Linked DNA regions of Gossypium hirsutum: region 2 is linked to region 1. A link is a contact called in public Hi-C data. All regions are on one chromosome and are shown on one strand. Each heading gives the region's core, a stretch centred on a gene start, on an enhancer-like site or on the middle of the called end of the contact. The rest is flanking DNA. Distances are from core to core; before and after follow the strand shown.

Region 1 (6,914 bases), core at 2,327-4,826:
GCACCTTACCATTTGACTACATACTCTAGTACATCTTTCCTAATGAAGCAATATATATATATTGATCTACTTAGAGATAGGATTATAGTAACATATTTCCGCGGTATTATTGAACCATGTCCAGATCAGCAACTCATTAAAGTTAGGAAATATGGGTCTACCTGAGGCATGTCATTATGAAATACATAATATTGTCACTCCCACACAATGAATTTGATATGGCAAGGCAAATCAATCAGCATCCAAACAGGATTTCTAGGTGATAACGTAATTTGTACACCCTTAATGTAGTCTGATTCACAATACAATGTTGGAGATATCCTCTGTTTCCCTACTATTAACTATTTAATGTCACAAAAGTATATAAAGATCACAGCTATGCCGTAAAATTGCTAGAGATATGAAGGTCTGAATCTGCAGTGCTGAAGAAAACCATATCCCTTTCTGGGCCAACAACACCATGCTGGAAAAATACTAATTTATATGCCAATGTTCACTGAAAAAAAAAAAACAGAATATGCTTCAAGATAAACTTACATGTCCTGCTCGAGCTCATTTGCTAGAGCAGATTTGGAAATAGAAAGGAATGCAGCATCAACATTGATATCTTCTTTTGCTGATGTTTCAAAGTAAGGTATGTTTCCTTTTGAAGCACACCAATCTTTTGCTTTCTTCTCGGATACCTACATGGGCTCAAGATGCCACCCATTAGGCTGAGGTGTGAGGATAAAGGAAAATTAGGTCGTATAAAACCATATACCCTTACCACTCGACTATTACCACCATCAATATCTATTTTGTTTCCAAGCAACATAAACGGAAACGTCCTGGGATCTGTTGGATTGGCCTGGCATGAAATGAAAATGGAAACATTTAAAACAGATGGTAATCACTTCCAAAGAAATTCATATAAAGTTTTAGAGGGATGAAAACAATTAACACAAAAGATTAATCAACCTCAGAAATTAAATTGGCTGTTAGGAAAGATCACGTGCATTGAAAGGAAAGTAGGTCAAGTTGAGCACTTAACTGTAGCATCAGCAATAAATGTTTTATCCAATTTCTAGGTTTAACATGATGGAACAAGGCATCAAGAAAAGAAATTTCACATTCCCATAAGAATCAGCATTTATTGGAGATTCTATTACAAAATTACCTACATACTTCTTCTGATCTGTTTATAGTAAACCTATACTTCTACAAAACTGTTCTGACTAGTTGACACAGAAAAGTTTGAAAAACAGGAATTGATGACCAACAGAACAGCCGAATGGCAACAAACAATATCAATAAGAAAACCAATATGAACATTTCAGTTTATAAAACTCACTCCACTGAAAAGAGGCAATTTTCCACCTAAAGATTGGGTAAGCAATTAAAAATTCTCTGTTTCTTTCCTGTTCAAAAAGTGTAAAAGTTAATAATCCTGAAATGAACCAAAAGAAGGCGAACTGAAAAGGCAAAGATAAAATCAGTTATGACAACATGAGTGAGGTCAAAATTATAGAAAAAAGAAAGTGAAAAAAAAGAATCAGTGAGTCCACAACCACAATCTGAAAAACTAGGTTGAATAGCGTATTTGAATTTGTGCAACCAATAATAATTCCAGTGTCAGTATAAGCAAGAATTTGGAAGCATACACCCCTAACAAGAAAAATCTCATGTTTCTTTTAAATTTACTTCATGTCATGTGCGCTTTGAATAAGTACCACCCTTTACCCTAAGAAAACAAATTTTCAAAACAAATTTCCTTCTTTGTAACAGATTGGCAAGAATGTCTATGGCAAAATCTATTAGAGCGGTTTCAACCTTTGAGTGTATCCACAAGCCATTGCTTCAACAAGAGCTTAACGATGTAAAGAAAATTTTAAGGTGAAAATAAGAATAAACATCTCAGGTTCCACATTTTTCTGAACTCTCTAGATATTTATGGCTAAACTGAAGCAGCTATCTCAAACTCCAGCAATCCACTAGTCTAGAGTAAATCACTTAAGTAGGCTACATAGATAATGATATTGGAGAAATTAAGGCCATAAAGAAAACGAACAAATTCAAACTCAAAATCAACTACAAAACCATTAGAGTTTCAAATAAAAAAAAATCTAGTAGAAAAGGATGGTTGTCAGCATTGATGTGAACGAAGAACATGCATGCCAAAGAGACAAAGAGAAAGAGAGAAGTTACAAGAAAATCAAAATTATAAATAAATAGTTACTTGATAGCTTATAAATAACTTGCAGTGTTGCAGGATGAATTCCATATTTAGTGAGGTTGGCACAGTTAACTTGGAATTGTATGCATTACTTGCCTACATTCCTTTGACCAAAAAAATATCTCTACGCTAGATTTATCATGGAAGGGGTAATAAAAGCTGTACGAGCCAATAAAACTAAAACACTGCACATTCTTATTGACATTATCATAATCGTGATAATGTTATAGAGGCATAAAACAACTTAAATTAAAAGCGCCATTCATCAAGACACGCCAAAACATAATTCACTAAAGAACTGAAACGATCAAGGAAAGTAAAATGAACAAATAGAGAAAGGGGCAAAGAAAAACCTGCTTAAGAAACTCATCATGCCAATTATCAAGGCTATCAAATGATTTCATCACATTAACATCATAAACTAGCACACAACAATCTGCACCCCTATAGAAGGCAACTCCGAGACTCTGAAACCGCTCCTGCCCTGCAGTATCCCATATCTATCCAATGCAATGCCACAAAAGAAAGGAAAAATAAAATAAAATACATAAACATACTATCCATGGAAACTTCAAAATTAAGTTAAGAAGAGTATAGAAATACTCAAAGATTAAAACCCTACTTGCAGAGAGACAAGGCGATCTTCAATCTGGAGTTCCTTAGTGACAAAATCAGCACCTATTGTTGCTTTATATTGCTGACTGAACTTCTTATGAACATATCTAAATTCAAGAAGTTAATTCTGACAACGACGTAACTTATAAAATCAACATTTAAATAAATAAACAAAAAAACTAACGACCTTAACACAAAGTTTAAGATCTAAAATTATCCCTAAAAAAAGAACAGAAAATTTACAAAAAAAAAAGGACTATGCGAAGATTAAAATTCAATTACTGTTGAAAGGATACTGATTCATCAATGACGTCTTACCCACCCTGAAATTGATAATAACCCATTAATCAAACAAATTTTAAGAAATCCAAAAATTCATCGTTTTAGTTGTAAAAAGAAAAAGCCATAGAAATTGAAATTGAGAACGACATACCCGCTATCGCCGAGAACAATGACCTTGAGCAAGGTTCGTCTTCGCATTGCCATGGCGGTAAAATTAACGGCAACTATTTGGTTTTGATTTATTAGATTTGATTTACCTTTTTTTTATAAAAAAAAAAACTTAATTATCACGCCTTTGAATTCTTTTGGGATGCTTTAAATTTATTGGTACAGCTCTATGGATTTACCTAATATATTTGTAAAAGCTATTGAAAAGAAATTTCCTTTTTTTTTCCTTCTTTACTTTGCTCCCTTTTCTGCACTAGAAATTTTTTTTTCCTTTTGGCTGAAAAGAAGCGCCAAATTTCCATTTCTTTTTCCATATTACTAGGTGAAATTATGTTTTTTTTTTCTGCATATTGTATTTAATTTAGTTTTTATATTTAATTTAAAATAATTTATTCTTTTATGAAATTAAAAAAAATGTTTATTTTTTAATATTTAAGGAATATTCTTTTGAACATATTTTTGTTTGTTTATATTTTTATACTAAGTTTAAAAAATTTATAATGATTTATTTGACTCAAAATGCTAAAAAAATCCTTAAGCATTCTTTTATTCAATTTTATGAAAAAAATTATTTTAATCATTTATTTAATTTTTTTAGCTATTAAACTTGTATTGTTTATCAAATTATCTAAAATAGATAATAAAAAAAATCTAATATTTGTTGATTTTACTGATGTAGCATTCATGTGGCAATCTACTTGTATGCTATGTTAGTAATTAATTAATGTTTTAAAATTAAAAATATCAAAAATGTATTTTTTTATATATTTTTTTAAATATTTAAAATTAATTAATTTTAAAAAATTAATTAATTATTGATTTGACATTTACTTGACAATCCATGTATAAAATTAACAAATGTGAATATTTTTTTATTTATTTTTAAAGAATTTGACAAACAGTATAAGTTTGAACACTAAAACAGATACAAAATTAAATTGAAAACTAATTTTTTTTAAAAAGTTGGAAACACCAAATAAGTAATTATATCTTTAAAAAATACATGCACAAAATAAAAATAAAGCCTAAAACATCATTATATTCATTATCTCAAATTTACCATTTTAATTAAAATTTTTCAAATTTTTTATAAGTTTATTATATCATTTTTTTCACCCATGTAATATAATCTAATTATTTATAGAAAATTTTGATTTAAATCACTGAAATTATTAAAAAAGTTTTGTTAATCGGCGACTGTGGAATTCCTTTTATAATCTTTAAAATAATTTAATAATTTCAATTTTCAAAACACATAATAACTATTATAATTGTACTTCTTGTAATATATGTTTGTAAACTTTAAATAGAATTATGCCACTAGAGCCTTAATATGGTTCGGGTAAGCTCATGAGAAAATTAGTGATTTTGTATGGTTTAATTTAATAAATTATTGAAGATTATAAAAATAAAAGATGTTTAAAAATTTAATTTAATTAATTTAATATCAATTTTTGAATTAATACCTTACAATTTTTTAATTTTTTAATCTGATCGATTGATCTAATCTAATTTAAACAATCATATGTCTAGAGACGAATTTTAGGATGGGGAGACAAAGATTTTGGCCTCTCAAAAAATAAAATAAAAATCAATTTAGTCTTATTATAAATAGAAAATTTATAAATTAATTTTAGTGAAATTATATTTTGGTCTTCTTAAATTGAAAATTTTTCAATTCAATCTTCTTATAAATAGAAAAATTATAAATTAATATATAATAAAATTACATTTTAACCCTCCTAAAAATAAAAAAATTTCTATTTAATACCTTAAAAGATGATGAATACATGATAAATTTATAATTTTTTAATGAAAAATTATAATTAAAATCTTGTCACTCCTTGAAGAAATTCTAAATTCAGCCGGGAGCATGCAGCTCAAACAAATCATACCGCCTTGCAGATGCTGTATCTCCAGCCTAATAAAACAAATTTGTGATCAGTGGGATTGGATAGACAATGAACCTGTTCTGTACAAATTCTTAATCACCCATACATAATGCTTCCATGGCATCATATGCACTGCCCTTAAAACAATCACATTATAAACAATCTACCCTCCAATCAAAACATACCACCAACTAGTTGCTTATTAAGCTTGGTTAAACAAGGAAAAATAATATTTCAGAAGAAAAAAAAAGCATTTGAGGGTTCGGCTCATGGAAATATATCTTTCATAAATTAAAAATAATAAAAAGAATTATTATATTTTTTATTTCACAAATAATTTTAAAAAAAATTTATTTTTTTATATTTTATTATACAACCAAATAATTTTCTATAAATGGGAAATAAAAAAATACACCTAGTATCAAAGACTAATATCTATTTATATTACTCTAATTTAATTTTATATTTTCCTTTTTAAAAGATAATTTACAACATTCTAGTATTTAAATATCACTATTTATTGGCGAAAAAACTCGAATACGAAGTCGGATAACAATATCGGTGTTGCGGTACACTGACTACAAATAGTATCCTTCTGATCATCTCTCTCTTCCTGATAGCCAAACGATGGCTGGTATTCCGATCAGATTCGGAATCATTGGGTGTGCCGAGATAGCCCGCAAAGTTTCTCGAGCTATCCAGCTTGCTCCTAACGCCACTGTCTCCGCCGTTGCCAGCCGCTCCTTCGACAAAGCCGCCAATTTCGCCAAGGCTAATGGCTTCCCACCTGACACCAAGATCTACGGCTCCTACGAGTCCCTTCTTGACGACCCCGACATCGACGCCGTTTATTTGCCTTTACCCACTAGCCTCCACCTCAAATGGGCTGTTTTGACGGCTCAGAAAAAGAAGCATCTGCTCACGGAGAAGCCCGTCGCCTTGAGCGTGGCCGAGTTTGATCAGATTCTAAAGGCTTGTGAAGAAAACGGGGTTCAGATTATGGACGGTACCATGTGGGTGCATAATCCCAGAACCCATAAAATGAAGCAGTTTTTAAACGACAAGGAGCAGTTTGGTCAGCTTAGAACGGTAAATACATTACTGGGTTCTGCTCATTTTAAGGTTTTTTCTTTTGTTTATGTAGTTCACCACTTTCCTGCTAGGCCATAGGAGATAGTTTAAAGCTCAATTTAAGGTGTCATATGCCTTATCATTTTAATATGTTAGGCAATGGAATGGCGTCATCTTCTTAATATCTATGAATATCCAATTCTGTAGGTGTATCTTGCCTTTCTAAATATTAGCAGCTTGTTTTACTTTAGAAATTGTATGTCTTTGTTTGGATGATCCTGTTAGATATTGTTTTTTTTTACTCAATTTAAAATGGGTTCTGTAGAGATGTGAAGAAGAGTTTGGTAAGATATGGGGTTAATGAGACAAAGGAAGCATAGAAATTGGGTTTTGTTTTAGGGCTCGGGTTTAATATTTGTCTATCGGTGCTTTGTGCTATTTGTCATCTTTATGATTATAGTATATGTTTCTCTGTCATCCATGTATGTAGGCAATTAATTAAGCCCATTAAATATAGCCTCTTGTGTGAATGAGTTGATGTCATAGATCCTATATTATTGTTCGTCCAGAACCTAGTGCTTTTCTTGAACTCCTCTTCAACTGAGCTTGTTATTGTTAAAACATGAAACACTTGTACTCAATGAATCAGAGCCTAGTTCCTTGTTGGACTGTGA
Region 2 (6,914 bases), core at 2,907-5,406, 310 kb after region 1:
ACATTTCCAAGCTTCACATGTATGTATATCGTTTTCCATAACTTTCTTCTATTTGTGGGGATTTTATCTTTCGACCTTAATCAAACACGAATAAAGTAAAATTAAGCTCCTCTTAAAAACCATCCAAAAAGATGTGGGTTGGGCTGAGCTTTTTATGAAATTGTGAACAGGGTTCCTAGGAGGGTGCATACCCTACAAAATCTTTGTCCCCCACACTTTAATAATCGACTTCTTTTCTTTCAATACTCTTGCGAAGATAGTGTTATATTTAAGTTATATCTTAATTTTCAGGGTTGAGTTCGAAGTGGGTAAAATTATATTTAAGTCAGATCAGATTGTGTTAGGATTATATTATATTATATTGGGATTGACGCAAGCAAAAAAACATCTCCTCCCACTCTGTTGCCATCTTTAGATCCACATATATTTGTATTATTGGGTTATTTCACATTCGAATCCTTCATCAGTTTTAACTTTTATGTTAAAGCTTTTTTCTATATATTTCTAGAAATACCTTTTGTTTCATACACCTTCAATTCCTTTTCTAACAAATTAATGTTGTAGTAATTATTACCATTACTTTCTTATTCCTTTCAAAATTCTTCTCTATATTTTCACAAATAGAAAGTACGACCATTTTTAAAATTTTATTTATCTAAATATTATAAAAACTATAATGTATTTAATATATGTTTTTATATTTGTTTTGTTTAATATTATATTTAATATAGTTTATTAACATGTGATTATAAATAACTTTCAAGCAAATAATCTTGAGAAATAATTCAAGAAGTGACTGTAGAGACAAGTCTTTACAAATATTTATATTCTAACACGCTTGATTATGCAAAGATGTAAAGATATATTGGACAAATATGATAAAGAGTTATTGATGTCCGGACAAAATGGGCCGAGAGAGTTAAGAAAAATGTAGCTATTAACAATGAGTTGTATGATAAAGAGATGTGTTAATTTCTACAGTAGATGGTCTTTATGCTAAAAGAAGTCCATCGATTTATTAAAATCTTAAATTAGTACGACAATGCATGAAATGGAAAATGATAGTAGTACTAACTACACTTAAAGTTCTAAAGCTAATGGTTTCAATTGGTAAGAATTACTAATTGCAACAAATAATGATTAGTCCTCTCTCGCTAATGATGGATTGATACCTACAGAATTCAAACAAACAATTCTTCGCTAAGTCCCTTTCACCTTTCGATCTCAAATAATTAATTGAAGTGCTAAAATAAAATCTCCTCTCAATCTCATTCATTTAAACCTAATCAAATCAATACATACTTGATAGGATGTCCTCTCATCCTATTCCATCTAAAATTTCACTCAAACTTTGTCAATTTTGAGTGATAAACACAATTGATTTAATCTAATCCATGCATTCAAATTAACAAAATGCATACAATCAGATCAACAGTAATCAAGACAACCAATCACCTAAAGGATTTAGTTCATATCCAAGGCAATTACAATCGTACGATAAAATTCCATTTCATTCAATATAATGAAATTAAAGGAAAATTAGTTCTTGAATTATGTTCCCAGAGAAACCAATCGGGTCGCTGACGCTTTGGCTAAAAAGGCCTTGTCAAGTGGTAATTCATTGCGTATTATCGAGTCTCCTCCTATCAGGATTAAAGATATTTTGCAGAAAGATAATTTTGTTAATAATTCCCTCATGAATCGTCTTATGTAATCATTGTTTCATTCACCCAAAAAAATTTAAAGGAAAATAAAAAAAAAGTTTAAGAAATGCTCGTTAAAATGAGAAATCCTTGGCTTGAGAAGTCCAATTGTATTCAATCCACGCAAAGTCTTGATGCCCAATAACATTAAACACCAATTGAGGGTAGAAAATGGAAAAATCTGTCAATTGACTATAAATTCTACCCTAGAAATGCAATAAGCAAAAACTAAAAATAAAATTTGTTGACGGAAATTATCTCTACTTTGATGTCTTTCTTTTGTTGATTATAAAGTGATATTTATAATAAAACCCTAATTAATAATTCAATTACATTAATGCCCTCAATATAATTATCAAATTAAGGCATTTTTTATTCAATTTTCCATTGACTACCCCAAATAATGATATCAGATTCTGCAGTTACGAAAGGCGTTGTTGCGACAATGGGATCCATGGTCGCGAAAATGGACTGTCTGTTCCCCAAAACTTGCTCTAATTAGTTGATCATTATTGCAACGCTGAAGTTTCATGGTTGCAACAACAATCTCTCTGATTGCCTCTTAGCTCCAGTTAGAGCCTTCGTGGTCACAAGAAGAACTTGTAATGGTCGCAACAATGGTTTAGTTGAGGAAACTCTTTGGCAAGTCGACAAGGTCGTAGTCGTGAAAAGACATCTCATGGTCGTGACAAGGAAGTGCTTTCCTTGTGTTCCTCTATTAACCTCACTCGATTAAGCTCTACAATGCCCTTTGCACACTTTTAAGTCCATATATGAAGGAAATTAACTATTTATTCAAAATTGAACAAAAACTTACCAAAAACAACATTTAAACTAAATCCTAACACAGTCGGCGAACCCTAATCCCCTTTTGCGTAAACACCGATCCACCACCACAGTCGGCGACCAGCGTATTCGAGCTTTGGGAGATGGTTTTTCAGCCTTGAGATCCCTCTTTCGGCATCGATTTCAACGAAGCAAAAAAAAAGAAATCTATGGCCTATTCGCAAGGTAAGACCCTCCTTCACTTTTTCTTTGTTTTCTAACACAATGACGAAAGATTTGAAGGAAAATAAATCGCAAGGAAATGCTAGAACTTGAAGAAACTTAAACAGAAATCACCTTCAAATTTTTGAATGCTTTCTTTCTATTCAGTATGCGTAAAAAAATAAATGAAGAAGTTCTTGGCTTTATAGTCGAAATCCGAAAGAATAAAAAAAATACAAATTTTTCCTTCGTGTTTGCTGTCGTTCTCTTGTATGTTTGCAGGTATGGAGGTACGGGGCTAGCTGTGGTGGTACGTGGCACTCGGCGTGGGGCGTACGGAGGTGTGCTGGAGGTCGTACGGCGCTTGGAGGCTGAAGGCTGCTATGGCGCATCGAGGGGGACCCTAGGGTTTCTGTGAATGTCAAACTCTTGGGCCATTTGGGCCTGCTTTGTTGTGTAATATTGGGCTAGGATTAATTTGGGTCCTTGTAATTATTTTGGGCCGATGGACTGTCTTTGTTGTAAATGGGTTATAATATTTGGACTGTTATAATATTTTTATTATAACTTATTCTCTTTTTTTTTGTTTGTACGGGCCCGGGCTAAAATTGGGCCTTACAAGCCAAATTTTATTTATTGAGTATATTATTTTAGGAAAATTAACTAATAATTAAATTTGAGTATAATTACATGTAAATATAAATATTTGACATATTTGAATAATCATTCTAACTAGTACATTCCATGGATTTCAGTTACACTCTTCAATTCTTATGGGGAGTTAAGAATTGAAGTAATTATGAGTAGTTACAAGTAATTACAGTCAAATTCAATTACCATAAGACTTTTCAAGTACACCTGTACATATTTAAATTTAAGAAGCTATTTTTATACAATAATGATAGAATATTTTATTTTTTTAGGACATATATTTGATATTTGTAAATGTAATTAAATATTATATTACTAATCCCATTTAGATAATCTTCAAATTTTATTAACAAAAGATAATTTTGTTCATTTTGATCTACTAAATATTTAACTAAAGTATGTAGGATTTATTATTAATTAATTATATTTGGTCAAAGATCAACCGATAATGACAAAGAGTATATGTATAATGTTAGATTGAGAAGAACTCAATAAATATAGAATGCTAGAGTAATTAGATTAAATTAGATATAATATTATTATTTATTAATAGCTTTATTGTTAAATACTTTCTTAAACTAACATATTACATTCAATGATTTGATTTTTAAACTTTGTTATTTGTTTAGAAAATATTTTTTTTTTATAATTTAAATTTATGTAGTTAAGTAATTACAATTTCTACTCTCAAATATAACATATGATTAACAAATCCGATAATTGTTGAATTATTACAGAGGTTGTACAGATTAGGAGCAAGGAAGTTTGTATTGATATCAATATATCCAATTGGATGTTCTCCAATGCTGAATGCAATGCGTAAAAATGGGTGCATCGAAGTTATGAACGAGGCGGCGGTTCTCTTCAATAATGAGTTGAAATCAATAATAGACGGGGCTAAATCCGACATGCCAACTTCTAATCTTGTTTTGGTCAACTCTTACAATAGTGTAACTGATATCATCCAAAACCTTTATTCCAGAGGTAAGAAAATAATAATTAAGTAGGAGACTGAATCAGTTTGATTTAAAATATGATGATATTGTGTTTACAGGTTTCAAAGATGCTAACAGTCCATGTTGTGAAGTGGTGCCATTGAGACAATTAGCAGGCAATGGAATTTCATGCAAGAAAGGTGGGAGGATATGTATGGACAGGAGTGCTCATGTGTTCTTCAATGGGCTTCATCCCACTGAAAAAGTGAACGTGGAAATAGCAATCAAGGCTTTCACTTCTAAACGTAAAACCGAAGTTTATCCCATTAATGTTAATCAACTTGCCCAACTTTAAGTTACATTTCCAAGCTTCACATGTATGTATATCGTTTCCCATGACTTTCTTCTACTTGTGGGGATTGTATATTTCGACCTTAATCAAACACGAATAAATTTAAATTAAGGTCCTCTTTAAAACTTTCCAAAAAGATGTGGGTCGGGCCGAGCTTTTTATGAAATTGTGAACAGGGTTCCTAGGAGGGTGCATACCCTACAAAATCTTTGTCCCCTACACTCTAATAATCAACTTCCTTTCGTTCAATACTCCATTTCCAAGCTAGCAATTAGCAACTTCTGCTCTTGCGAAGGTGGTGTTATATTTAAGTTATATCTTAAATTTTTTATAAAAATAAATTTAAAAAGACTAAGTTCGGGCAGATCGGAGTCTCATTTCAATGAGTTTTGGCCCACACACCTCTAAGAGGAGGGATAAGTTCCCAGCTATAGTCACTGCCATGCCCCTTTTTAAAAAGCCTCGTCTTGAGATCAGATTCCCTTGCTCTACTAGTAGCAGGTTTTTATTCCTATCATCTTTTTGAGAATTCAACATCCAGTTCATAGAGATCAAATGAACTAAAATTATTAAAATAAATGTTTCCTAACAAATTGAAAATATATTAAAAATATATATTTATACCTAAATAACACTAGTATAGTTACAACTTAACAAGTAAATGCCTCTAAAATGGAAGCAAACGTAACAATAAAATAAGAGATATATAATATCCAAACAATAACAATAATATAGTAGCAATATAATAGCAAAATGACAACAAAACAACAGTAAAACAGCAGCAAAAGAATTTTTTGAACCAAATTCCGGCTTGGCCTGGACCGTTTAGAAAACGAGCCTTATTTTTTGTCCAAACTCATTTTCAGGCATATATTTTTATCTAAACTCTCCCACTTTTCAAGTGAACCTTCCGACCTTAGCAGGTGGCCTGACCGGTTTATATAGTAGTACAAGTTTAAGAGAACAAAATTACTCTTCATTATCTATAATATATATTAAAGCATGAGATTGGAAAATTTTTTAACTAATGAGAATACTATTTATTTTCTATCATATTTATTACTAAATTTACATTTTAAAATAATTATAATATTTAAATTAGAGTTATTAATAAAAAATTAAAATAAAATAGAAGTTGAGATAATTATACATTTAAAAATAATTATAATTTATTTTACAATTATTAATAAAAATTATGCTAACTTTAAAATATTTTAAAATAGATTTATTATTTGAATAGTATAATAAGCATTTTAATTATCACTTAACTAATATTAGAGTTAATTATATTAATTGGTTCTTATTTTTTCTATTATAATATTTGAATTGTTAAATTAATATATTTTAATTAAATTCAATAATTCAAATAAAAAATATTATTCACACTAATTACTGAAATTATAATACAATATTTAAAAAATTAATTAAATATTAAAGGTGTAAAATCATTTACAACATATGTTACATTAGAAGCTAGTACTATTAAATTAATATTTGAATAATAATTTTTAAATAAAAAATAATAATATTTTTGATAAAATCATAACAATATATTTAAAAAATTAATAATTAAACAAATTCATATAGCAAGTCTTATAGCATTTGAAGAACTCTTACAACACTTAATTAGTAGTAATTCCAGCTCAAAAAAATTTAATAGTGGATTAATTTAATAATTAAAAAATTACAATGATAAAAGAATAAGCTACGTACTTAATTTAATTTAGTACTCTTATAGTATAAACCATAATGTTAAAAATTAATATTGTGTCCATAAGTAAACAATATAAAAAACCAATTCTTTTGAAAATCACTAAGAGGAAATAGGGGTAATTTAGATATTAAAAGTTAAAGAACAATTTAAATATTTTAACAAAATATAATTAATTATTTTAATTATTATATTTTATTTTATTTATTTATGCTTTTATTTTTTTCTATTTATTATAATTTAGGTAGTATTTTCTTGTTTAAAAAATTAAAGAATATAGTTTTGACAAAAAATTAAAGTGAAAATAAAATTGTATCAATTTAAAACTTTAATTTTCTGATTATATCTATTTTTTTGAGATAATACCTAGAATTATCGATAGCTCCTCCTCAACCCATAAATAGGAAGATAATGCGCTTCAACGCACTCGAATTGATGTCCTATTGCATTAGCAACAATGCCCATGTCAATCAAGTTAAAACTCAATCGAATTAATTCCGCAAAATAATAATAAATAAACAAGTAGCATACTTAATTTTATTTAGTATTCTTATATTAAACAAGCAACATAGTTA

What was found. A called contact is a pair of places that touch in the nucleus more often than the background predicts.
Region 2: a contact with region 1 is called in a Hi-C map of leaf, with 2.8 times the contacts expected there. The contact joins the promoter of LOC107960617 here to the promoter of LOC107957510 in region 1. A contact is called at or near these places in 5 of 34 Hi-C or Micro-C datasets (callus and leaf).

What each region holds. Positions count from the first base shown.
Region 1 is chrA05:31,298,051-31,304,964 of Gossypium_hirsutum_v2.1, forward strand. LOC107957510 (ras-related protein Rab7) reads right to left here and starts at 3,577. Exons shown (of 8, transcript XR_001700475.2): 1 at 3,261-3,577; 2 at 3,124-3,150; 3 at 2,835-2,934; 4 at 2,566-2,712; 5 at 767-847; 6 at 538-683. It overlaps LOC107957509, which reads left to right and starts at 5,665. Exons shown (of 2, transcript XM_016893030.2): 1 at 5,665-6,258. The coding sequence starts at 5,797.
Region 2 is chrA05:31,608,552-31,615,465 of Gossypium_hirsutum_v2.1, forward strand. It overlaps LOC107960617 (GDSL esterase/lipase At1g29670-like), which reads left to right and starts at 4,157. Exons shown (of 2, transcript XM_016896935.1): 1 at 4,157-4,325; 2 at 4,396-4,631. The coding sequence starts at 4,157. The coding sequence ends at 4,631. It overlaps LOC107957502 (a long non-coding RNA gene), which reads left to right and starts at 1,727. Exons shown (of 2, transcript XR_001700473.2): 1 at 1,727-2,714; 2 at 2,973-3,274. It overlaps LOC107957503 (GDSL esterase/lipase At1g29670), which reads left to right. Exons shown (of 4, transcript XM_016893024.2): 4 at 1-243.